Regions from separate parts of the Mus musculus genome. Here region 2 is linked to region 1. A link is a contact called in public promoter capture Hi-C data. All regions are on one chromosome and are shown on one strand. The core of a region is the stretch at or near the end of the contact, and the rest is flanking DNA. Distances in the headings are between cores, read along the strand shown.

Region 1 (5,075 bases), core at 1,753-4,252:
ATACCAACAATGGTTCAATAGGATCTCATGAAATTAAAAGGCTTTCTGTACAACCAAATAAACAGTTGGGTAAAGAGAATTAGTAACTAGAAAGTATAAAAACTTAAAAACACTAAACTCCAAAAAAATAAAATAAAATAAAACATAGGCTAAGGAACCAAAACAAGAATAGAGCTCTTAAAAGAAGAATTACAAATGTCTAAGAAACGCTTTTAAAAGGCATCAACAACCTTGGAAATCAGGAAACATAGAATGAAACAACTCTGAGATTCCATTCCACCCAGTTAGAATGGAGTGGAATTATGAATGACAAAAAAACGGTGCCATCAATGTGAATAAAGGGAACTGTTCTAAATTGCTAATGGGGGTATAAACTAATAAAACCACTTTGAAAATAGGGCTTAAGGACTGTCAAAAACCTAAAAATAAACATACCATCTGGGCATGTACCCAGAGGAATTTATACCATATTACAGAGGCATTTGCACATTCATGTACACTATAGCTCAATTTACAATACCTAAAAAATGGGCAAAAATCATTTTAAAAATTAACTGGACTTGTCAGTTTGACAGTTGCAGTTCCTAAGCACTAATGCCGGCTTTTGGTCAAATAGCTTGTAATTGTCCTGAGAGGCCTCCACCCTTTGCCTTCCTGGGGTACCACAAGATACATTCAAAACTCAATGGGCACAAGCTAACTTGAACTGAAATGGTACACACAGTTGGGTCCACCAAAGGGGACATAAAAGAAACAAAAAATACCATATAGTAACATTAACCTTGAAAACAACAAATATAAAATTGTCGGTTGACCCTTTTGGGGTCTATACACTTACCAGACCTTAACAAAGCAGGTGAAGAGAAGGCTGCATCAGGTGAGTTGGCCATTTCAAACTGTTGATTCTTATCATAAGCGTTGCACGCTAAACTACACCAATTTTAAAACTGTTTAGTGAAGGTTAGAAGCAATCAGCATTAGATTAATGTATGAGCAGTTATTAGCATGATGCAATGTGCAAAAGACAATTAAAGATCATTATATAATTTTAGTTTGTCTTTTATGACTCAAGAATTTGATTTCCTTTATTTGGTAAATTAAGTTTGCATACATGAAAAGACAGAAACATAATATCCACTTACTAAGACACATTCAATTAATAGTATCCTTTATTGTTCTTTAAGTTGTTAATGCTACTATGTAACAATGCTTATAACTCCAAAGAGGAGCCTGTCCCAGAAACAGGTCAATTCATGTTTCAAACAAGGCTGTTTACACAGTTAAAAGTTGTAAACAGAATCAAGTTAACACTTTATAATAAGCAGGAAGTAAATAATATGGCTCAAGGTTTAGTGTCTGTATTTTTCGGAATCAAAAATAGTAGAAACTGCAAACATAACTACTAAGATTTGCCTCAACTACTATCTTTTTTTTTTTCCACTTCTATCTGCACTTTACTCTTATGTAAACATACAGTAAATTTGGATAGTATCTACTATGGCTGAGACTAGGTTTAAGAAACTGCATTCAACAATAGTTAAGCAGAATTTACCCTATTAAGAAAAATACGGTTTTCAACACTTGCTGTTGTGACATATATTTGAGTAAAATAAAGACTTGAAGAGAAAATAGACCCTATAGGATTACTATGTTGCAAAACTGTGTTGCAAAAATACATGTTGGGGGTTGAGAGGACGGTTAAAGACCCTGGCAAAAGACTAGTTATTCTCTTTGCCCAGAACAACCTAATAGCACTTTTTCTATTCCCACAGCAACAGTGTTAATAACCAACTCAAAATTTCTATATGACACAATAAAAGAAAATATAAGCAACAAATATCCCTACAACTGTTTCAAATAATTCTACTGACTCTGAACTTGAGTCAACTGCTTTCTAAAAATTTCTCTTACTTTTCATGTGTTTGTTCCATTACAACCCTAAGTCCTAAGTAAATAAACACACAAAAATTTTAAGATTTCAAATGGAATGAAATTGGCAATACTTTAACAAATACAGTACTTTTCTACAATCTTTCGTCAATCTTTGACAAGGGAAAGGTTCTTGGTTGAACATTTCTTGTCCCCCACCTCTCGTGTTTAAGGACACATTTTTTCCCCCAAGATTGTATCCAATTTCAAAAGTGGCAGTTTCACTGCTGGCTCTCTGGAAAGTTATTAATCAGGAGTACTAACTTTTAAAACGCCAGTGTGACTTTGCAATTTGAACAAGTCAGTTCAGGACACTCGGACTGCTGGCTTTTTAATCTCCGTGGTTGGGAACCACAACTAGAAGCTACAGGTGGTGGGACCATTTGGCTAGGGAAGGGGCCAATTTCATTCTGAGTCATAACTGTACACTAACTTAACTTGTGGCACAAACCGTCTTCCTCAATTTCTGACACACAGAACTGGCTGCAGCTAAAAATTACTGAGGAATGTGAAGGGGGCATATGAGACAAAAGTAGTCGCCAGCTCTTTAGGACCTCACTAAAAATGGAGGTCTACTTTTTGCAGAGCAAGAGCGTTCAGGTTCCAAAGAACTTGTCACTAGCTGACTTACTCGGCAAAGTTTCTGGAGAAGTCAGCTTATCACTAACTTTGGAGAGGAAATAACTTGGGGGAGAAAGACAGACGTTATCTAAATGGGGGAAGTGCAGGGATTGGGGAATGGGGACCAAGATGGACAAGAGCAGGGCAGCAAGAGAAACCTATTGCTTTCTGGAGCCAACTTAAGGAAGCAAGTTGATCCCCAGGACAGATCCCACCTGCCTCCCTCCAGGGGACTTGCGGAGGAGCACCACCCCCTGTACCCAGGAGGGGGAAGGTTGTGGTCACAGGCAGTCAAACCTGAGCGCTTGGCCCGGGCTCTTCGTTCCAAGAGCTTCCAGCTTACTTCAGCCATGAGTCCCTCAGCCCCCGCCATCGCACAGTGCCCACCACCCCAGCTGCCAGTCAGCGAGGCCGGCCCGGCCCCGCCCCCTCGCGCGACACTGTCGGGAGGCACGACAGCCGGAAGTGAGTTCCCGGGCAGACGCCGCCCTAGCTCCTCGGCGTCTTGGTCGTCGGAGAAACAGCCCCAGGGCAGCGTGAGAGTGCAGCGAGGGGCTGCCCGTGAGGCCGCACCCCGAGTCTTTTCTCGGTCGGCCGGTCAGTCGCACGGTGCTTTGCGGCTGCCGTCAAGCGCGGCGGAGGCCGGCCGGGCCGAAGGCGCCATGGCGGCAGGCCGGCTTCCTAGCGCCAGGGCGGTGCTGGCCCCGCTGTTCTTGGGGCTCGCGCTGCTGAGCGTTGGGCCTGCCCCGGCGCGGGCTCTGCACAACGTCACGGCCGAGCTCTTTGGGGCTGAGGCCTGGGGCACCCTGGCGGCCTTCGGTGACCTCAACTCCGACAAACAGACGGACCTCTTCGTGCTGCGGGAAAGTCAGTGCTTGCCGGCCCTCCTCTGTCTGCCCCTCCCGGTGTACCCACGCCCCCTGATTCCTGTTACCCTACCTCTTGCATTTCCCAGTCTTCTGGCTCTCCCTTTATCTTCAGCACAGGGACAGCTTTCCCCTGTTTTTATCAACCCTCGGTCCTAACTCAGTAACCCCGCGGCTTGACCATCAGCCCAACCCTTAAGAACACACCAACCTCCCTTCATCTAGAAACCTCTAGCCTTCATATGGCGAATGATCACCTGCCTGCCAAAGGTCTTCCAGATTTCTAAGAACCTTGGTTTCTGGTCTAAGCATTTGCTTTCCCGTCTTTTTTCCAATCTTCCACCCCCTTTGATGAGAAAACATGCAAGCTGACAGTTTCTTGTGAGAGATGTTCTGCCTTCACCTCCTACTAATTCTGCCCTTCCTTGTGTTAAGATCTTTAAAGGCACTGTGCCTTCCTCAGGCACCAAATTCTCCACCACTCACACCAGCCTCTGTTGTTGTTAACTGCTGATAAACGCAGTGCCTCCTTGGTCATACATTCTCAAACTTCAGACTTCTCCAGCATAAGGTGCCTTAGCTTAGTGTACATCTGGCCCCTCCTCATCTTGAGTACTGCTATAGTCTTCATCCAACTTGCCATTGAAAGTTCATTAACCACATTAAGCCTTAAAAGAAAAAATGTCTGATGCTGACCAAGTGCATCGGTTGGTGGTTAAGGACCAAGGCCATGAATAAAGTTTAAAGCCCCTACAAAGCTGACTGGCAGGATCCTGACAAGGTCTTTTGAGTGCTCTTTCCAGGACCCCAGAACCTCTTATAAGACCTGGATGGTTTTTCCTCTATTTGAATGATTACCCACATTGCAAGAATACTCAAAGTCTGTAGCTAATCTATCCAAACTAGATACAGAGACATTGAAGATATCCTGTGCTTGATTAAGCGTTTCTGAAAGTCTGTCCCAATGAACATTAATTGACCCATCCATGTGGAAGCAAAGGGGGAAGTGTGGAGGGCTCTGCTTTTTCTGCTTATGTGTTGACTTATATCCTTGTAACTTGTGAGTAGATGTTTTAGTAGGAATTCCTGGATCCTTGGTATGATGATAACAGCCTATGAGGGAGACCTGATTGGATGTGGAAAACACAAGACTTAACAGTAGCACAGTATAAATAAGGGTGTGTGTGGGGGGGGGGGGGTGTTTTCTGTATTGCTGCAGATCAAACTTGGGTCTCATACTCAGTATACAACAGTATAGTTTAAGGTGTGCTCTTTATATGGATGCTTCTTTTGAATTATGCCACCTGGCCCTTAATTGAATCCCATGGCGTCACATTGCCTTGAACAAGTATCCTTTTCCATACTTTTCTTTTCCATGTTCCATTAGATTTGTATGAGTATTCTTGGCAGTGCTGTCTGACTAGGTCAGAGTAAAAGCTTTCTTATAGAAACAGTACCCAGGAAGTTTTTAAGCACTGATCGAATGATTTTCCAAAAACCATTTTTTCTAAAATAACTTATTTGTTTCTTTTAGGAAATGACTTAATTGTCTTCTTGGCAGATCAGAGTGCACCCTATTTTAAACCCAAGGTAAAGGTATCCCTGAAGTAAGTATATAATATTCTTCTTATTATATGAATATGCAGTCGTGTGGGTTGT
Region 2 (5,075 bases), core at 1,142-3,641, 2.3 Mb before region 1:
AACTTTTTTTTTTTTGGTTTTGGTTTTTTGGTTTGTTTGTTTTTTTATTTTTATTTATTTATTTATTTATTTATTTATTTTTATTTTTCGAGACAGGGCTTCTCTGTATAGCCTTGGTTGTCCTGAAACTCACTCTGTAGACCAGGCTGGCCTCAAACTCAGAAATCTTTCAGCCGGGTGGTGCTGGGATTAAAGGCGTGTGCCACCACCACCCAGCTGAAAGTTACAACTTTTAATTAAAAATATGTCTCTTAAGGCTGGAGAAATGGCTCAACCGGCTGCTCTTCTACAAGTCCCATGTTCAATTCCCAGCACCCACATGACAACTTACAACCCTCTATAACTCCAGTCCTAGAGAATCTTTTGGGGACTGCACATATGTAGTATACAAACATATGTGCAGGCAAAACACCCATACATAAAATAAAAAAAAAATATTATTGGAGGTGGGGTTGGAGAGATAGCTCAAAAGTTAAGAGCACTTGTTCTTGCAGAGAACCTGGGTTCAGTCCCCAGCACCCACACAATAGCTTATAATCACTAGCAACTCCTGTTGCAGGATATAAGGTACCCTCTTCTGGACTCTGCAGGCAACAGGCATGCACTTAAAATTAAAAAATATGTATTTTCATAAAAAATAACAATTCAACCATATAAAATAGTCTCTCCTTTTAGGGTAGCCAGTTATAATTTCCTTTTTCTTTAAAAAATTATTTAGTGTGTGTGTGTAGCTGCATGGTATATATAGGCATGCATGTCATAGCACAGCACAAATGTGAAGGTCAGAAGAGAAGTTTGTGGAGTCTGCCCTCTCCTTCCCCTTTAAATGGCTTCTGAAGATGCAACTGAGGGATATAGGCTTGAACGGCATACACCAGAGCTATCTTGCCAGCTCATAATTTTCTTAAGTACTTCTGTGTAATACGTTGTCAACAGCACTAAGTAATACATTTAAAAGTTGTCTAGCCAGGCTTGGTGGCTCACGCCTTTAATCCCAGCACTCAGGAGGCAGAGGCAGAGGCAGGTGGATTTCTGAGTTCGAGGCCAGCCTGGTCTACAGAGCGAGTTCCAGGACAGCCAGGGCTATACAGAGAAACCCTGTCTGGAAAAACAACAACAACAACAACAACAAAAAACAAAAACAAAAACAAAAAAAGTTGTCTAAACTCAGAAATCTTATAGCTTAGTAAAACAAGGATTTACTAGTCAAAAGTTTTAAAGAAAGGGAGTCGTTCCTACTTAGGAATAAAGCTATCAACCACACTTTATTTTCCCTTAGAAAGCATTCAGCAACTTACTTCTCCAACGTCCAGTGGCAGGTTGCAAGCAATGAATATATTCAGTAAGTCTTCTTTCGAAAGCCTTGAGATCTAGGTAAAGAGAATTCAGTTCTCTATCTGCTCTTTCTAGTCCGAAATGAAATTTGATAAAATGAAATTTTAGATCGACAAACTCCAACAGGTCTTGCACATCAAATTACTTGTGTCACGCACCGTTTGCTTATATAATAACAATTTTAAGTACACAACAAAAACATCATTTTTCGTTCATCCCAATTTCTGGAAACCAGTTGGTCTACTTTTAGAAGCTTGAAAACTGGTATGCTGGAAGACCAGCAGCAACTTCAGCCAAGAGTCAAAAGCTAAAACTGGGGGGTGCGGTGGAGGGTGTTTACAAATAAATGGACCAAACTCCAGCTTAATTCTAATTCTGTGGAACCAAGAACTTCCTGTTGAAACATCAAAATCCATGAGGTCTAATTGACTGCAATTATCCGATTCCGGCCCTAGCTCTTATCATTAATTGATGGCTATGTAGTATGGGCTTACTAGACTTCCATACACAGATAACGGGCTGTACAAACATACTCCCTTATCCTCCTAGGAATGGGTCGCCGGTGAACGTCCGGCCAGCAGCAGCGCCTACGCCTTGTGCTGTGGCAGAGCGTACCTCTGAATGAAGTAGGGTGTTATTCCCACAGAGGTGTTTTTTAAAAAATCAAAATAAAACAAAACTTTGAAAGGCCAAGAGTACATCTAAATTCCGGCAATTACAGAAGCCAAGGAAGAAATTAGGGTTACGGTTCGTTAGGTTGTCAAACAGAAAATGAATTCGCACTCTATAACTCGCAAGGGCTCGTCACTGAGACGGGGGGGCCCCCGAGCCCCTGCGGGGGGGGAAGGCGGCACCCCTCGGCGGCCGTGCGCCCCGCGTCCCCGCCACGCCGCCCTCGCGACCTCCTCAGCCTCGGGACGGGACCCGGCGGAAGACACACTCTACCTTCCGCTTGTTCCAGCGAGTTCATGTCGGGCGGCAGCTCCGGTCACCGCCACGGCCCGGTCCTCATCGCAGCCCGCCCTCCCCGCCCCGCCGACAGCGCCAACTCCCACCTCTAACCGCTCCCTTCAGCCCCTCCGTTTGGCACCGCCCATTTTCTAGAAACGTTGAGTTTATTGGGTAGCTCATCCAGACCCCTCAACTAAACTAGTTTTCTATTGGCTAATTTCAGCAAACGCCTTCGGGAACCCAGCGCTAGATGTTCAACTGGAAGGGCCGAGAATAGCGAGCAGCTAGGCTGATATAGCCATGGCGCCGCCTCCTGCCTCGGGGAGGAACTGAATTCTGTCCAAGCATACTTTATTTTTAAGCTTGGTTGCTTTCTTAGTTCTTAAAACAATGATTGAGCGCCCACTAACTTCTGGGCAGTATTTTGGTTGCTAAGGAGAGACCACCAATCTATCCCTGCCCTCAAGGAACTAAAGAGAAACTGAGATATGTTCAGCAGTAAGTACTAGAAGCGCCCCCAAGCAGATTTCCTTGATTTTGATTTCTCTTCTTTAGATATCCAATTCCTTAAGGAAGGATTTCTTTCTTGGTTATTTTCTCCTCATGTCGTCCAATATAGTCATAAAGAATGCACAAAGTGCCGGGCGGTGGTGGCGCATACCTTTAATCCCAGCACTTGGGAGGCAGAGGCAGGTGGATTTCTGAGTTCGAAGCTAGCCTGGTCTACAGAGTGAGTTCCAGGACAGCCAGGGCTAAGAGAAACCCTGTCTCGAAAAACAAACAAACAAAAAAAAAAAAACCAAAAAAACAAAAACAAAAACCAAAAAACAACAACAAAAAACAAAACAAAACAAAAAAAGAATGCACAAAGTATGTCTTTGTAAGTATAACAAAAATATGTACAGGGTTAGCAAAATTAACATTTGATTAAAATGACCTGTTATTTCTGTTTATTTCCTGGTGGTCATTGATTCATTCAAGAGGTATTTATTGCATGACATGCTACGCATTGTATTTGTCCCATATTACATTATATTTATGACCACGGTAGATAAGATTGCATTCCTCACAGTGAAAGGTTTCAGGGAGCAATAAACATAAAAGTAGGCAACTGATTTCAGATAACAGTAGCTCTATGGAAAAAGCAACCAATATTAAAGACAGGAGGAAGGAGGTCCAGAAGTGTTGCAAGGAAGTTTGAGCTGAGAGGCCCAAGAAGACGGAAAGGATCCAGCCACACAGATCAGGGCTGAGAAGGTCTTTGAGCAACACCGCCATGTTCCCAAAATTGATACATTGTGTGTTTTACTAATCAACCTTTGCCCTAACTCACTTATCAGCTCCTGACTCCTTTGTTTTATAGACTCCTCTACCCTAGTAGCACTTTCTAAACTTTCCCATTAAGGAGCCTTCTCTGGTCCAAACCCTTTACATGCATTATCTCATTTAAACTTTTACGATGACTTGTTTGTTTTAGAGATGGAGTTTTTCTCTGTAGATTAAGCTGGTCATGAACTTGCTACAAAGGTCCATTCTGGCTTCAAACTTGCAGTCCTCCTGCTTAAGCCTTTCAAGTATTCAGGTGTGAGTTGCCAAGCCTGACTTAAAGATGTGTGTGTGTGTGTGTGTGTGTGTGTGTGTTATGTTTTTTTCCAAACAAGGTTTCTCTGTATAGCAACCTTGACTGTCCTGGAACTCACTTTGTAGAGTAAGCTAGCCTAGAACTCAGAGACCTACCTGCAGTGCTGGGATTAAAAGCATGGTACCATCATGCCCAGCTTCGAGATGAATTTTTAATGTTATGGATCAAAACCTATGAGTTATAAAATATACTTATTAGATGATGACATCTTGATGTTTTGAGCCAGGGTCAGACATATTCCTGGCTGTTTTGTAACTCTCTATGTTGACCAGGTAGGTTTTGAGTTCACAGAGATTTTCTTGCCTTTGCTGGGATTAAAGGAATGCTACACTACACCCTTGCCCATAGCCATTACTTTTTTTTTTTTTTTTTTTTTTTTTTTTGAGACAGGGTTTCTCTGTGTAGCCCTGGCTGTCCTGGAACTCAGAAATCCACCTGCCTCTGCCTCCCAAGTGCTTAAAGTAATTAAAGGCGTGCGCCACCACCACCCGGCGCCATTTCTTTTAAGAACAGAGGCAGCTGAGTGTGGTGGTACAAACGTTAAGTCCCAGCACTCAGGAGGCAGAGGCAGGCAGATTTACCCAGGGAGCTCCAGGCTAGCAAGACTACACAGTGAACTCTGTCTTTTTGGTTTTTGTTTTTTCTTCAAGACAGGGTTTCTCTGTGTAGCCTTGGCTGTCTAGAATCTTGCTCTATAGATCAGACTGGTCCAGATCTGTCCCCCAACCCCCTGCTATCCGACTTTTGCACATCCCATACCTCCTCCCCACCCCTCACTGGCTGTTCTTGCAAAGGACCCAGGTTCAATTCCCAGCACTCACATGGCGGCTAATAAGTGTCTGTAACTCCAAATCCAGGCGTCTAATGCCGTCTTCTGTCCTTGAAAGGTACCAGGCACACAAGTGGTTTAAAAACTTATATTCTAAAAAACTCCTGGAACAACTAGAAGTGGATAAATTCCTAGACACTTATAATCTACAAAAATTAAAACCATACAAATAATTTAAATAGATCCATAACAAGCAAGGAGATGGAAGCAGTAATCAAAAGTCTCCCTGCATGGAAAAGGCCGTGACCACAGGAGTTCACGGCCAAATTGTACCGAACCTTTAAAGAAGATCTAACAACGAACGAAGCTCCTCAAACG

Evidence for each region. Promoter capture Hi-C pulls out the DNA fragments that hold promoters and counts their contacts.
Region 2: a contact with region 1 is called in a promoter capture Hi-C map of pre-B cells, with 2.1 times the contacts expected there. The contact joins the promoter of Cnep1r1 here to the promoter of Itfg1 in region 1. A contact is called at or near these places in 5 of 39 promoter capture datasets (embryonic stem cells, hippocampal neurons, liver and 1 more) and 1 of 115 datasets of contacts at active chromatin or transcription factors (astrocytes).

The regions. Positions count from the first base shown.
Region 1 is chr8:85,838,876-85,843,950 of GRCm38.p6, reverse strand. It overlaps Itfg1 (integrin alpha FG-GAP repeat containing 1), which reads left to right and starts at 3,002. Exons shown (of 18, transcript NM_028007.3): 1 at 3,002-3,417; 2 at 4,951-5,023. The coding sequence starts at 3,213. It overlaps Phkb (phosphorylase kinase beta), which reads right to left and starts at 2,963. Exons shown (of 32, transcript NM_199446.2): 1 at 2,848-2,963; 2 at 839-947. The coding sequence starts at 890.
Region 2 is chr8:88,116,075-88,121,149 of GRCm38.p6, reverse strand. Cnep1r1 (CTD nuclear envelope phosphatase 1 regulatory subunit 1) reads right to left here and starts at 2,391. Exons shown (of 6, transcript NM_029074.3): 1 at 2,281-2,391; 2 at 1,299-1,370. The coding sequence starts at 2,305. It overlaps Gm2716 (predicted gene 2716), which reads left to right and starts at 2,543. Exons shown (of 8, transcript NR_151771.1): 1 at 2,543-2,784.